2 separate regions of the Rattus norvegicus genome follow, and region 1 is linked to region 2. A link is a contact called in public Hi-C data. All regions are on one chromosome and are shown on one strand. The core of a region is the stretch at or near the end of the contact, and the rest is flanking DNA. Distances in the headings are between cores, read along the strand shown.

Region 1 (3,895 bases), core at 415-2,914, 180 kb before region 2:
TTGGGGCCAAGCTTTCAACATCAACACATCAGCCTTTCAGAGGACACTTCACAGTCAAATAACTACTTTTAAAAGTTAAAATTATCCTGGAGAATGGCTCAATGGTTAACAGCACTTGATGCTCTTGCAGAGGACCTGGTAGCTTAGCAACCATCCCTAACTCCAGGTCCAAGGGATCTGATGCCCAATTCTAGCTTCACTGGGAACTAAGGACATATGGGATGCAGAGATATGCAGGCAAAACATTTGTAAACATAAACTATGTAAACCTAAAAGTTTAAGTAATATTATAATGCATACATGTAATTGATTTGTATGTATAGTCACATACCGTATGATCATATTTAAGTCAACAGTAGAATGAATCTCATAGTCAATGGTACCCATTACACAACCTAAGTACACAAACGCTATATCATCTGTTTACATAAGTTCGTCCTGTGCCAGTCACACAATAGCAAAGTTCTCCAGCAGCATATTTCTTAAAATGTATTCCTGTCACAAAGAAACACATGACTTCGTGTTTGTGCACATATATGCCTGCACATTACAAAGTGTTCTATCAAAATTAATATGCTTTGAAGTGTACTATTGAAATAGCTTTGGAAAATATGGGTCCAAAATGCATAAAAACCCATAGTAGCAGGAAAGAATTAAATATTTATCATCCACCTTAGCACCACCAATAATTGTTCAATTATGCTTTAGACCACCCAAAGATGGCATTAGGTGGGGGACTGACCACAGGTAAGGGGAGATTGTGGCCAAGCTCCTAGCTTCCCTGGAAGCTCTACTGTGGCAGGATGTCCCTGTCAATTCAGGGTGTATGATGTCCAAACAAAACATCTGAACTCATTTCTGGTGTTTATTATAGGAGTGTTGTCTCCTACTCCCTAGCATATTGTGGACAAGGCTAGACCCTGTCTCACCTCACCCATGCTGGCCATGCACACCTGTGGCAGGTGAGTTCCAGCCTGGGTCAGACAGTCATGCAGCCATCCTTCTGAAGAAACAGTCCTTGTTCACTGTAGATAAGCAGTACCAGGTCTATATGGGCTGATAGTTCTCCATGGTATTGGTTTCCACACAGTGAGAGCACAGGATGGAGGGAGCTGGGGCCTCAACACTGAAGAGCACATTCAGACAGAGGGGCATGTGTCAGGAAGTTCAGGAAGTCCAGGAAGTCCATGCACAAGGAAAATTTCCAGCTGAGAAATTCAAAGGCCCACTTGTTATTTCTTGTTGATAAAACCATCCTTTTGAGTTTGGCATGTTGAATTTGCCTCTCATGTTTAGGATCTCTTTTCAGCAGCAACTCCACCTCGAATGATAGATATGAACCACATCTAATTTATTTTAATTAAACTGACTGCCTTCTAGCATCACCACCGCCTCCCTCGTGTGTGTGTGTGTGTGTGTGTGTGTGTGTGTGTGTGTGTGTTGCATTCTTTTGCACACTCTCACCATCCGATTAGCATTCCCGTGTCATCAGAACCCCCAGAGGCAGCACACTTGAGAAAGCAGGCAGCATGCTCCTCTCGTGACCCTTGCGATGAGACAAAAGCCAGCAGAAGACTCCGGGATAAGAGCAGCATCCCACTCGCCGTCCCTGCACTCCTCACCAGCGCCAGAATGAACATCTGCAGGGTAGCCGCTGCGCCCACTGGTCCCTGCTGCCTGTTAGCATATTTTAATGCTGTGATCACAGCTTTCTATTTCTATCGAGGTGCTACAAGGTGCCAGACTCTGGATTTACACGTTGCGTCATTACCGTCCCCAGTGAGCAGACTACACAGCAATGCTGGGGACAGGGCTGAAAGGTAATGAGAAGGTTAATGGTGGGAAAGACACACGGAACACCTGGTATCCTGCAAAGACTAAATGTACCATCTCGAAGGGGGAGGCTCTGGCGTTAGCAGGCTCTGGAAGATACTGTGTGCCCTGACGACGAAGATTGCTCTTGAAAACTCTTAAAATAGCCACGTATTTACAAAAAAAAAAAAAAAGCATCCCTCTCTGCTAACTGTTTCAGCCAATATTTATCTTGTTAAATTTAACAGAAGCAAAGCCCCTGTCTCAGAATGCCTTTTGGAGTCACAGGGGAATGAATCTGGGCTCCAAAGCACTGTCCTTGCCAGCAAACCTCAGTCCAAGGTGTTAATGAACCAAGGTCACCACAGAGATGAGAGTGGCTGGTTATTAATTTTAACTCATTCTTGTGAGACATAAAAGGGGGAAAAGCACAAATCCAGTGTCATCCTTCAAGGAAGACATCATGGAGCCCTTCCCCCAGCCCCCCGCTTTGAACTTTCCATTCTGAGCTTAAGTCTAACACAAAGGCAATCTAAGTATCTCCTGGTTTTCATAGTGCAAACATATACTCACACACCCATAAACAGAAGCAAGCAAGCTGCCCTCGTGACTTCTCCAAGGACGAAAGCTAGAGCCCACATCTAATGACTCTTCATTTTCTCCACATGTGATAGATATTTACATGTCCACCCACAAACATAAGCTCCTCTCTGACCATACTGTGAGCATCTGGAAACAAGCCACATCTGCCCGCATGGATGCCCAAGGGCCAAACAGGCATTACACAGACTTGTCCCAGGTATGGTCTCCCACCAGCTCCTGGGTCTCCTTTGTGTCTTCTCTCGGGAAGCTCTCAGTCACATACACATGACCACAGGACCAAACTGAACCCACCACTGCTGATTTCTTTAACTATGTGGACAGGATATTATGGAGTCATATGGCATCTGCTTGGTCGAACATTAAAATGAATCAAGTACATAAGCACTTGGTAAGGACCCAGCATGGGTAATTGTTGAGAAAGATGCCCACACCTGTGCAAAGTTCTTTCAAAAGTTATAACATAACCAAGGCATTGATCGTCATGCCTGAATCTATCTATCCTACAGTGATGTTTCCCTCAGAGACTGCCAGCTCACAGCAATTTTAAACTAGTGCAGATCTACGCCACAAGGAGAGGACGCCTCAGCAAATGCCTCCCTGTGCCTCCCTGTGCACCAGCGTACTTCTGCCTGTGTGTACAAGAAATGCTTCCACTTTCCCACGCTAGATCCCATTCCCTCAGAGGCTAACTTGGGGTATCAGCCTCCTGTAGTATCAGCCACCACCAAAGACATCTTTCTGCTCTCAAATCGCAGACTCGGTGCCTTCTCATTCATTCATTCATTCATTCATTCATTTCACATACCAAGAGTTTCCAACTTGTTACCACACACACACACACACACACACACACACACACCACCACCATCACCACCACCACCACCACCACCACCACCACCACCACCACCACACCACTCTGAGCCCTGAAAGCATATCAGTGGCAGATGCTCTAGGACACAATGGACCCCAGAAGAGGCCCCTCTGCCTGCTGACTGGTTCCACACTCATCCCCTCTTGCGGTTTTTGCCTTGATTCTTCCAAACTCTGTTTTCCTATCAGCTCCACAATAGGGCTGTCTTTTAAGTCCGTTTGAAAAGACAGCACTTCTGATAGGCATGCTGGCTTCTTCCCTCTCTGATAACCTTCCTTGGTGTAGCCTTGTCTCTCCTTTCATGGACTTTAGACCTAGAGGCCATTGAGCATGAGGGAGTTTCTCCAGGGTCTTTCCTTCCTTCTTAAGTTATCTAATCCTAATAAGCATGGCGACTTCTCCAGCGTAAAAGAACTAGCTCACAAAACGGGAAGCACACTGTTTGGTCTGAGTATCTATAGACACGCACTCAAAACACACACCAAATTCTGTGTTTGAAATCCCAACCCTCAAGGCAATGGCATTAGGAGTTTAGCCTGTGGAGGTTGATGAAGGCACGTGGAAAGACCCGTCACAAATAGAAGTCAGATTTCTTGCAAAAGAAGTTAG
Region 2 (3,972 bases), core at 1,466-3,965:
TTTTGCAGTCGATCAATAAGATTCTATATGTAAGTTTACATCAAGTTAATAAACTGAACAGAATCAACGAAACTGTTTATACTGACCAACTCTAGAGATGGTGGAATCGTAGGCAATTTCAGTCAGTTTTACTTTTCTTCTTTCTCTCTGTACTTTCTATTTTCAGTAGCAAATGAACAGAGAAGGGAAAAAAAATCTTATTTCTACCCAGATACTGACAAATACAGCTACTCTATAAGAGGCTTAAGTTCTAAGAGCTCACCGTGTTGGGGATATAAGATAGAGGTTAGACCAGGATAGTCACTGAGAGAGCTCCTCTCCCCACCCAGAACCTTCCAGACCATCCTGTGGACCAGCCCGATAAAAGTTCCAACACGTCTTGCAATGAATGAGTGGGTGCCATGGTGCGAATTCACAAAGGAATGACACACAGTCCGTACACCAGGCCCCAAGAAATGTCTGCTAGATATGAGCTTAGAAGCTACCCTTTGCTATCCCGAGGTCATGAGAACACCTCCAAACACGGCAAGGGCTGTTCAGTCAGGCCCAACTTCATATGTACATCTCTTGTGAGCTTAGCTCTTCCTATAATCTCAAACCTTCATGGACTCTGTGTTGGTCCAAGATACACAAGTATTTACAGGGCGTATATGCAAATCTCTGTGTCTGGCTAATTAACTGATGCCCTGTGGTGCCCAGTACAGACTCTTCATTCTCTCTCTCTTTCTCTCTCTCTCTCTCTCTCTCTCTCTCTCTCACACACACACACACACACACACACACACACACACACACACACACACACCTCAATCACGTTCACATTCTTCGAATGTGAGCCAAAGGGAAAAGTATTCCAAGATCCTTCTACATAAATAGACACTTTGAAGTTTTCCAGCCTCCCCTCAACCCCACATGCCCTTCTGCGAGCCTGTTTCATCCCTAGAAAGTGGTCAGTCAAGTTCCTCCAGACCACTCTAGAAAGAGGAATGGGCAGTTTTGAAGGGCATGGAAAAGCCCTCCGCTGGTTTGAGCCTTGCCTTCCTGTCAAGGAACTGAAGGTGCCACTTCTCGTCCCATTCTCAGAACTGAGGCTCTCTCCACAGACCAGACAGCAGAGAGCAGAATCAGAACAAGGAGGGTGCGAAGGGAATATGGAAGTAGAAGAACAGACAGGAGGACCCTGGGCATGCTGCTAGCAAGCAAGAATCCCACTGGGGCCTACCCAGAGTCCAGCAGAAAAATGGCAAGGCATTCCTTCTCAAGCTCATATGGCCTCTGATGAAGAATGTGTGGCCTGCCTGGGTAGCCCTTTTTCAAAGTGTCAAAGCCACAGATCTCTTAGCCAGATGGCCCGAGCTGTTCAGGATTCCACTTTTTTATTTACATGTTTACATGACTTTGGATAACTTCTTTTTTTTTTTTTTTTTTAGTTCTTTTTTTCGGAGCTGGGGACCGAACCCAGGGCCTTACGCTTCCTAGGTAAGCGCTCTACCACTGAGCTAAACCCCCAGCCCCTGGATAACTTCTTGACTTGCATCAGTGTCTGTCACAGAGCTGCTGTGGAGATCAATATCAGCTTATAGATGCACAGCACTAAGAAGAGGACCCAGCAGAGCACATAAGTGAAATTCCTACCATAGCCATCTGACCAAGTGCCGGGGTCCAAGCAGGTCGGACCAGGTTCAAGGAGTCCTTCAGAAAGAGGCCCTCTGGCTTTGGCCTTAGACAGACAGTGAGCTTTTACTGCAGAAATTGCTGCCCTAAGTCTCCACACAGGTTGCCAGTCCCTGAGGCACAGGCAATAGAAACAACACTGACTTGTGCCTGCCCCAACAACTGCCTATATCTGGAGCGAAGTGGCCGGCAAGCACACAGGAACCAGCACCGTTGGCAGGAAGCCTACATTCTGCAAACACCAAGAGCAGGAAGTCCACTCACACCAAAGGGTCCCCCACCACGCCCCGTGAGAAGGAAGGGCCAGCCAGAGGGGATGGGATGGGTTATTTCCTTTTCCAAGTAAGGCTTTGAAGAGTCGCTGCAGGGTGGCTAGAAACAGGGTGGCTAAGGGCGCACACATGTTTCTCACACCCACCCGATTCCTGACCTTAATGTCACTTAATAAGCCAGGCCCAGAGTCCTATCTGCAAGGAGAATTGCAAATCACTTGGCCGGGGCTCCGCATATGAGGTGGCTTTGTAATATGAGCAGTGTGTCCACTAACTAGAGCAAGACCATTAGGTCCATTACACCTGTCACTCTGCCAGCTGAGTCGCCAAACTGCCATGATAAAAGTACATTATGCCCAAGGAGTGCCACCCAGCCCCCTTCCAGGCAGCACATACTCATCCGCTGCCCAGAGAACGCCACTGTAAACAGCTTGAAACTTGACTGTAGATTACCTCGGGCTCTTAGCAGATACAAATGTTTCCCTTTCGTGGGAGGCTGGGAGGAGGAATGTGGGTATGGGGCAGAAGACCAAGATGGGGACAGAGGTGGGCGGTCTTGTAAAAAAATAATAATAATAATAAAAGGGAGGTGGGGAGCAGATATTTGGTAAGTGGATTCTATCATAAAGCCCAAAATAAAAGTGAGAGACACACCCTTTTCACCTCTAAGCCAGGTCCCAGCGCTGCAGGCAGCAGGCAGAGGCCTCTGTGCAGCTGTACTCCCACCAGGCCCCAAGAAAAGCACACAGCAGCTGAGCTGCTCAGTGGGTTTGCAGTGCAAGCCTGTTGCAGACAGCAGTAATTTATTTATCCCTGTCATGGAACATTAACAATCTGTCTGGAGCTTGGCAAGCACCAACTTGCACTGTCATATAAACTGTCTGACAAACCTAAAAGTTTCATAAATGCCTCTCTTTTCCCAGCAGACAACAAAACACGGTTCTTTTTTAAAAGTTGTCATCTTCGCTGTTTCTTTTTCTCTCTTCCTCTTCCAAAAACTAAGGAAGGGAGGGAAAAGAAACCGAGAGAAAACTAGCAACGAAAAGAACCTATGCGGTCACACGTGATCTGTCAGTGATCTCAGCCACTTCCCTATTCTCCCGTATCAAGTAAATGAATGAATGGGGTGGGGGCGATGTGGGGTCAGCTGTGAGGCTACTGGGGTACTGAAGCAAAATCTGCAAAACAAAAATACAGTCATTAAAAATTAATAAAGGGTGTGGATATCCAGCCCCCACCTCGTTCCACTCATGGGAATTAGAGCCAGACATTCTGCGTCCTCATTAAGTGAATGCTGGCAGGCTGTCAGGGTTTTAGTGGGTTCTGGGAATGCCAATATATTAACCAGAAGACTTTTTGCATACCCTTTAGAGTTTTTATTCTAGAAAAGTCAACCATTTGGCACAGTAGAGCCTTATTTTTGTCCAGGAAAGCTCTCGGCTGCCAATCAAAGGAGAAATTACAGCTACACTCTTCAGAATTTCCAAGACCCAGCTGAAAAACAAGCTTGGTAGAGAGAGAAGTCCTCAAAAAAAAATCCTAAAAAGGTCACAGTATCATTTTTAGTGGGAATTCAAAGAAAAGCAATCTATCTTTAAATCAAATGGATACATAACAATACAGACATTATTCTCAAGTCTTCCTGTAACAGAGGAAAACCAATGTTAATTGGAAATTTGAAGCCAATATATCTACATCTGTGAACAGTCCAGGCAGTTGCTTATTTCCTTTTCTTGTCCAACATGAACATGAGCAATGCACACATGTAACATGAGCACATGTGCACACCCACACACAATCCCCCCCAAAAGTGGCAGGTGCTGGGGTTATAAAATTCAAATAGTATGCAGATTTCTACCCATATTTGTGTGTGGGCTGTGTGTGTGTGTTTATGTGTTTATGGGTATGCATATGTATGTGCAGGCCAGAGATCAACATCAGGTCTTTTTTCAATCTCTCTCCATCGTATGTTTTGAGTCAGGGTCTCTCACTGAATCTAAGAGTTCCCCCAATTCAGCCAGACTGG

Evidence for each region. Hi-C and Micro-C count contacts between places; a contact is called where the count stands out from the background.
Region 1: a contact with region 2 is called in a Hi-C map of frontal cortex, with 2.1 times the contacts expected there. The contact joins two enhancer-like sites. A contact is called at or near these places in 2 of 12 Hi-C or Micro-C datasets (frontal cortex and kidney).

What each region holds. Positions count from the first base shown.
Region 1 is chr18:63,969,395-63,973,289 of GRCr8, reverse strand. The region is part of intron 2 of Ldlrad4 (low density lipoprotein receptor class A domain containing 4); the gene reads right to left. Among named protein-coding and RNA genes, the nearest start is that of Ldlrad4, 55 kb to the right of the region's middle. Within about 2 kb of position 1,664, at least 35 of the 93 cell types and tissues checked have an H3K27ac peak or open chromatin away from gene starts, as enhancers often do.
Region 2 is chr18:63,794,189-63,798,160 of GRCr8, reverse strand. It overlaps LOC134482959 (a long non-coding RNA gene), which reads left to right. Exons shown (of 2, transcript XR_010059728.1): 2 at 1,431-3,972. It also overlaps a transcript of Ldlrad4 not described here. Among named protein-coding and RNA genes, the nearest start is that of Ldlrad4, 120 kb to the left of the region's middle. Within about 2 kb of position 2,715, at least 35 of the 93 cell types and tissues checked have an H3K27ac peak or open chromatin away from gene starts, as enhancers often do.